Regions from separate parts of the Sus scrofa genome. Here region 1 is linked to region 2. Evidence: chromatin contacts called from public Hi-C data. All regions are on one chromosome and are shown on one strand. The core of a region is the stretch at or near the end of the contact, and the rest is flanking DNA. Distances in the headings are between cores, read along the strand shown. Region 1 holds the start of PRR16 (protein Largen). Region 2 has its middle 400 kb from the start of HSD17B4.

Region 1 (3,816 bases), core at 355-2,854, 490 kb after region 2:
TAGGGAAGTTTCCAGGCTAGGAGTCTAATCCGGGCTGCAGCTGTTGACCTACATCATAGCCACAGCAACTTGGGACCTGAGCTGCGTCTGATACCTACAGCACAGTTCATGGCAACACTGGATCCTTAGCCCAGTGAGTGAGGCAGGATCGAACCAGCATCCTCATGGATCCAAGTAGTGTTTTTAACCTGCTGAGCCACAAGGGGAACTCTCTTTTACATCTTTATAAAATAGAGAGGAACCTGCAGAGACAAGGGGAATTAAAATATATGTATATTCCCTCTACCTTAGAGAAATCAAGTACATTACTTATTTAATACTTCTAATGATTTCATCTCTTTTCAATTTGCTTAGTGCATACTGGTTCCTTTATTCTTATTTTAATTCTCCTCCAGCAGCCTCTGCTTTCTACCTTTTTTTCTTTTTCCTCTAATTTTTCGTTGCTGTTGTTTTGACACCAGTTCTAAACTGCTGTTTTTCTTCTGTTTTCTCTTTCTTCATCCATATTTCAAATATGAATTTCAAGGATTTTATCAAGGTGAATTATTCAGGATGAAGAAAGTGAATATGCGGGCTTTAAGGAACTAGGAAGAGGAGAACTGCCAAGACTTTCTTCATGTTGGAACCTGGGGTGTGAGAAGCAAGAAGCAGAGAGCCCTGCTAAGGCATGACCAAATGGGAAGCTTATTAAAATAATGATCTTGAGTAGGGTGCACCGAAAGAAAAAACATAGATCCAGCTTGCCAGGTCAGTAGCTAATAACCCATGGATTTGCTACTAAGAAAATTAAACCTTTAACTAATGAGAATCGTAGCCACCTATTGAGAATTAAACCACGGAAAGCTTCCTATTAACTTCCCTCCCTTGGTCATTTTGACAGAAAGGTCAGAAAGTTTTTTCCTGTTTAGCAGCAAAAGACTTGAAATGGATGCAAAAAAAAAAAAAAACGTTGGAAACAAACTCTTTTTACTCAGCTCTCACAGGAGGAGATCCAATGTATCTCCCCCAGTACCCAAAACAGACATCAGCATAGGTCATGAAAAGAGGAAGGACAGCTAGGAAAAAAAAAAAAAAAAAAAAAAAAAGCTGTCCCAGTTAAGTGCAGCCAAGATGACTCAGACAGCCTCCCAGGGGATTTTTGGTGTGAGGACTTCCAATTAATAAATCCGGTATTAGCTTTGTGGAATCAGCAGGATTGCTTAAGATACCTCTTTCAAGAACATTGGTTAGATATGACTCCAGGGGGTGAGGGGTCGCTTTTAATCCACTTTTTTTTTTTTTCTTTTTTTCCTGCACAAGTTAAGAACACCTGCGTTTAACTCCTAGGTGAGTAGGAGAACACCTGGAGGCCTTCACGACATACTTTGGTCCTGGATAAAAATTTAGGGTCGCTTTAACAACCCTAATCTGATCCTACTGCTTATGATTAGGAAGCTGGTGGGGATCCAGGTCTCTGCTGGGAGGGGGAAGCGGAAGGAATCCAAGCTAGATGTGAGAAGACCTCCAGCAGGTTGCAATGAGGGCATTTCAGGATCTAGACGAGGGGGTGGGCAGGACACGAATTTGTCTCCCAGCTCCTTGATGCCCAGGTGTTCTGGGAGAGATTCCGGAGGCACATGCCGCCGAGACTGCTGCTGACAGCCCTGGTAAAGGCGGTCCCGCGCCCCTCTCCGCGGGCGGGGAGCGAGTGCGTGTGTGCGCGCGAGAGCGGCGGGAGGAGGCGCAGGCGCGCTGTTCGCCCGTCTGCAGCCCCGCGCCGAACGCCGCGTCTTGGGGAGTTGATGGCAGCACCACAGTGCGGCCGCCCGGCCCAGCGCCGAGCGCAGCCACCCTCCGCTGCCCGAAGAGCGTCCAAGATGTGGGGGGATTGGGGCGGCAGCGGCCGCAGCGGCGCCAGGGACCGGGGCGCGCAGCAGCCTCCGCTCGCCCGCCTGTGCTGACCTGCCTCGCTTGCCCCCAAAGAATGTCAGCCAAGTCCAAAGGGACCCCCGCCTCGTCCTCTCCAGCCGAGGGACCGCCGGCAGCCTCCAAGACCAAGGTGAAGGAACAAATCAAGATCATCGTGGAGGATCTGGAATTAGTCCTGGGCGACCTGAAGGACGTGGCCAAGGAACTTAAGGAGGTGAGAGTCTCAGGGGTGGGGAAGGAGTTCGTCGCCTCTCACCTCCCTCCACCCCCACCCCTCGGCGTTCCCGGTCCCGTTTTCACTGGCAACAGCCAGATTTCCTAACTCCTAGGAAACTATAGAAGGATCCCTGCAGACGGACTTTTCTTTGCTTGGGCGACTCTGAAGAGTTGTTGCACTTTTTTTTTTTTTTTTTTTTTTTTTAAATCAGGAAGAAATCAACTAGTGTTTTAATCGATAGACTTGAGGTGGTGGGAGGGGTGAACCCGCCTGTCTCTTTAGCTGCGTGTGTGTGTGTGTGTGTGTGTGTGTGCCTGGGGAAAGGGCTTAACCGGGGGTGTGTCGACAGAGAAAGAAAGCAGCAGCCGGACAGAGAGTGTGCAAGATGCGCCTCTCTTGCCCTCCTGCTCCCCTGGAGTCCTTTGGCAAGTCGCTCCTTGCCTGGCAGCCTCCCCAAGCCGGGGCTGAAGTGGGGCAGGGTTCCGGGCCCCGGGCCAGGCCCGGGAGGACGGCCTGGGAGAAGCTCGGCTCCAGCTCCTCTCTCTCTCGGCTTCCCGAGCCCTGCTGGAGAAAAGGCGACTCGGGGCTGCTGGCAGGAGAGCCCAGACTTGGGGCTGTGGAAGGGGTCTGGGACTTTCTCACTTTTGCAGTTCCTCAGACGTCCCTTGCTCTCCTCGGATTGTCGCTCTCTGTAACGGGCCTTCCCGCCACCTCACCTCCTTCCATCCTCCTGTCTTGTTGCCAGTTGGCATGGAACCTGGGGCGCAGGGCGCTTTGGTGAGTGCGTGTGTGTGTGTGTGTGTGTGTGTGTGTAGTGTGCCTGCATCGGTGTCTTGCCACTTACGTCCTGGCTTTTGGGAACCAGGACTGTTTTGCTTCTTTTCCGCTCCCCCCTCGCCATCCTCAGTCCACTCTGCCCCCCTGCCCTCACCAGCCTTGATCCGTATAGAAAGAAGCAGAGCCAATGTCGAGGCTGAGGATGCATAACTCAGGCTGCAGCTCCAGGCGGAGGCAAGGGCAGAGTTGGGAGGGGTGGGGTCTTCCGCGAACCTGCCGGTGGTGTCTCAGAGCTGGTGGTAGAGTCCCAGCTCAGTGTTCCACTACTGAATGAGTGCCCGGTGTGGTTCCTGGTTCTCGGTCAGCTCAGCGAGTCCGCGCCCCAGTTGTCTGAGAGCTAACAGTGTAACTTCGAAGGTGGTGGCTGCTATGGGAAGGGAAGAGGTGGGGCGTATCGAGGTCCAAAATTGTAATCCTGTTTCGGAGGCCAAGTGGGAGAGGATTGAGGGTGGTTTGATTGTCTGGAGATTAAGCTCCTCTATCCAGTTTCCAATCCCGATGTGAGAAAAGAAGCTCCCTCTTTCTCGCCTTCTCCCCAATACCTCTGTGAACTCAACTCCGCGTTTGTTACCAAATGCAAGTCTGTTAAAATGGACCATTCATCGGCAAGGTTCAGTTTGCCAGTGGCAAATGCTATTCTTGTAGGTTGTTCCACAGACAGAACATAATTACTACGGAGGTCCTGAGAGCAGAGATCCATGCAGATGTTAGATGTGAGGAGGAAACTTATTCGTGTTTCGGAGTTTATTTAGGATCATTGCTTTACAACTGGTTGACAGATGGCGAGGTTATGCATTGAAAATCAAGTCTAAAGATGCTGTTTGTTTCTTTGTTATCCTTTTATTTTACGTCTT
Region 2 (3,729 bases), core at 1,005-3,504:
GTTTCACAAATGTACTGATCTTTCTAATATTTGATAAAAGGTCAATGGAATGCTTTTTCTTTTCTCTTAGTATGTGTGTTATTGAAGTTTTCAAGTCACTGTTTATTTTTTTATATGCTGAAATACCCAGTTTATGGACTTAATTTTCAAATTCCCCAAGGCAACAGCTCTTATTGTTTGTTAGTTTTTTAAACTCTGCATTACCAGTTGAAACCTGATTGTGCGAGGCATTGTAATTGCAGTTAGCCTTGATTTGCTTAGATCTCAGAATTTTTAGCATATGTAAAACATTAATGTTCACACCAGACTTTCAAAAGATGTACCTCAATAAAAAGGAAAATATTTTCCCCTATCAATTTATTATATACAAATTATCTAGAGATGATAACATTTAGTACAAGTAGACAAGGTAGTTCCTGATTGATTTCTTGCACAAGAGGAGAAAATCAGTGTCCTGTTGCATCATTAACCTGATTCTTAATGAGTAATTTCTCTTGATATTTTAAATATAATGCCTCTAAGTGAATCTGGACATGAAAAGTATGTACTACTGCAGTAATTTTCAGGTTAATTCAAAATACCACCTTGGATAACAGTATGCAGTGTTGCTAACTAGAGTAATATTTAAAGCATCTCACTTGATAAATGGATTCTCACAGACATTTGTCCATGGCCCTCTTTCTAAGAATTTCCTCCTGACTGTTGCAACTAGAATGGTGTCTTGTTCCAATGACATTGACTTCACCTTCTCTATTTTCCAGGCTGTGATTCTAGATTCAATATATTCCATATCACTGCTTTCCAATAACAGTGTTTTCATCCTCAGTTGCCTCTTGCCCATAATTTGGTATTATGAACTGAAGTTTGGCACTTGCCATCAACCTCTCCATGGGTTAAATTACAAAGCACTGCAGTTGCCGGCCTGCAGCATTTAAGTGGTACCCTGCATGGAGATCAAGAGTGAGGCACTCTGTGCTTTGGGAAAACTGGAAGAACAGGTCTTCAGATAGATTATTTTTAGGAGAAGATTTTATGTGCCCAATTCTTGCATTTTCTCATATTTAGAAAAACACTAAAATCCTTCATGGTGATATCTGCTCCTTGTGACTAGTAGTAACCTTCCTGAGATCAGCAGCAAACTTTTGTAAAAAGTGTGCATGGCTGCCTGTACCTCCCCCTTGCCTTTATCTTATCCTGATATCCCCTCCTTCCTCTTTGTGGTATTTCAGGTAGCTCAGGGGTGAGAGGTGGTGAGCCCTGCAGGCTGTGAAAACTCCAGATGCTGGCCCTGATAGCAGAGGTGCATATCAAAGGAATGACTTCGGTGAGCCCAGACCTCTTGTTCCTGCTACTCTCCCTTTGTTGTAAAAATTCCTACATTTCCTGGCTCCTCCCTCACCTCCTCAGAGCTGTTTCTCAAGGCTACCTGAGATGCTGTCTCCTGGGCTTAAATCCTATTTTGTCCCCAAAAAAACTAACTTTCAGGTTGTGCATTTTTTTTTTTTTTTTAAGTCAGCAGTATATTTCTCCAAAGTGCTATCATGGCAAAGCTGATTTTTACTTTTATAAAGCCTGGTTCTCTCCTCTTGTGGTCTGATAGATGTGCTATATATAGTTTTGCTTCTTGAATATAGCTGAGTGAGTGTGTCCCTGGCTCTACCTAAAGGCCCCTTAATATGAGATTATGATGTTTGAAGAAAGTGGTTTTTCAAAGGATGTTGGTTAACTCTTGAATCCATTCTGGGCTCCCAATTTTTTTTTTTATGTTTTCAATTTTATTTCATTATATCGAATCTCTAATTATTCCTTTCCAAATTAGTAAGGTAATATCATTTATTTATCAATAAAGTCAAATGTTGGAGTTCTCCTATGGTGCAGTGGGTTAGGGATCAAGCATTGTCACTGCAGAGCTGCTGCTGTGTCAGGAGTTCTATTCATAGCCCAGGAATTTCTGCATGCTGTGGGCATAGCCAAAAAAAAAAAAAAAGAAATGAAGATCAAATATTGATGAAATCAGTAAGATAAAAGATAAAACAGTAAAATTTTAATTCCCTGAGATAATTCCCTTTAATGGATATTTTTTATGCACAATTTATATGTATTAAGTGACATATTGACACCAAAACTGCTAGTGGAACCTAAGTATAAAGCAAATTTTTTCTCTCAGAGCCCTTTAATTTGGTCAGTGTGATTAGTTTTTTTTCCCCTGGGTGGAAATTTAGAAAATTTCACAAACTTTGGTGCTATTTTAAGAGAAGAAGATCAGTCTAGATTCAGAACATCCAAATCTGTATAATAGTCAATAACTCAGTATTCATTCAGAGTTAGATGTCACCCCCTCCGCCCCTCAGCTAAGATTCAGTGAGGGTAAGTAAGCCCAGAAAGATCTGGAGAATGGTGGGTACTGCCAGTTTTTTCTGTTTGTCATGAACACCTTCCTGCATTCTTTGTTTATAGTTTCTGATACTGATCCATTTCCAGTTTTGTTCGTGTGATGGGGAAAGTGGGGAAGTTAAAGAGAGTGAGAATAGCCATACTTAATTACAGTAGTAAGCTAGCTTCACTTATATAGAAATATTTTTCCAGGGGTACTTTGTGAATTCTTCACTGTCTCTGCATCCCCATAGCTGAGTGTTGGGTGACATATTTCTATACATTTTATGAGCAGAAACACTGACTGCCCTTGTTCTGAACATATTTTTGTTTCTGGATATTATATTTGCATAGCAAACAACCTTGGAAGATAGAGATAATTTTTTTCTAAGAGCAAAGGACATTATTAAGAAAGTGGGTTCCCTACATTTAGGGACCTATTCAGGGTTGGGTATGGATGTATCCCTTCCACTATAAAATTGGTTTTTCAATCCCCTGATATTATGGCTCAATAGAATTGACATGATAAGCACCTCAGAGACATAACTGGTTCATGAATCGTGGTCAAGGACTTAATTTCTACCAGAACAACCAGAGTTGTTCTCTAATAAGGAGGGTACTTCTGTGCTCCAGAAACCTGAAGTAGAGTATACACTTCACATAAGGATATTGAACTGTGCCAGCAGCCCCTCTTTTCTCTGCTGAATTTTCTTTGTGGCTTTGTCAAAAATCATTTGACTGTGTGTTGGAGGGAGGCTGTTCTGAACTCCACTTTGTTCTGTTGATCTATTATCTCTACATCAATACCACACTATATTGATTACTGTCACTCTTACCATATGATAAGTTGTGAAATAAGACAAAATATGATAGCAACATGGATGGACTTAGAAATTATCATGCTAAGTGAAGTCAGCCAGACAATGAGACACCAACATCAAATGCTTTCAGTGACATGTGGAACCTGAAAAAAAGGACAGAATTAACTTCTTTGCAGAACAGATACTGACTCACAGACTTTGAAAAACTTATGGTCTCCAAAGGAGACAGTTTGGGGGGTGGGGGATGTGCTGGGGTTGTGGGATGGAAATCCTATAAAATTGGGTTGTGATGATCATTGTACAACTACAAAGGTAATAAATTCATTGGGTAATAAAAATAAAGTAAAAATAAAAAAAAGAATATGAAAATCAATTTTCTTCTCCCCTTTTAAAGTTGTTTAAGCTATTTTAGGTCTTTCATGGTTATATAAATTTTAGGATCACCTTGTCAATTTTGACAAAAATATATGCTGATATTTTTTAATGGAGCTGTGTTGATCAATATGGAAAAAAGTAACAATTTAACAATATTTAG

Evidence for each region. Hi-C and Micro-C count contacts between places; a contact is called where the count stands out from the background.
Region 1: a contact with region 2 is called in a Hi-C map of skeletal muscle, with 3 times the contacts expected there. The contact joins the promoter of PRR16 here to the enhancer-like site in region 2. A contact is called at or near these places in 1 of 5 promoter capture datasets (liver) and 11 of 47 Hi-C or Micro-C datasets (alveolar macrophages, embryonic fibroblasts, fetal heart ventricle and 4 more).

The regions. Positions count from the first base shown.
Region 1 is chr2:124,197,771-124,201,586 of Sscrofa11.1, forward strand. PRR16 (protein Largen) reads left to right here and starts at 1,605. Exons shown (of 3, transcript XM_021084676.1): 1 at 1,605-2,122. The coding sequence starts at 1,964.
Region 2 is chr2:123,708,672-123,712,400 of Sscrofa11.1, forward strand. No RefSeq gene overlaps it. Among named protein-coding and RNA genes, the nearest start is that of HSD17B4, 400 kb to the left of the region's middle. Within about 2 kb of position 2,255, at least 2 of the 83 cell types and tissues checked have an H3K27ac peak or open chromatin away from gene starts, as enhancers often do.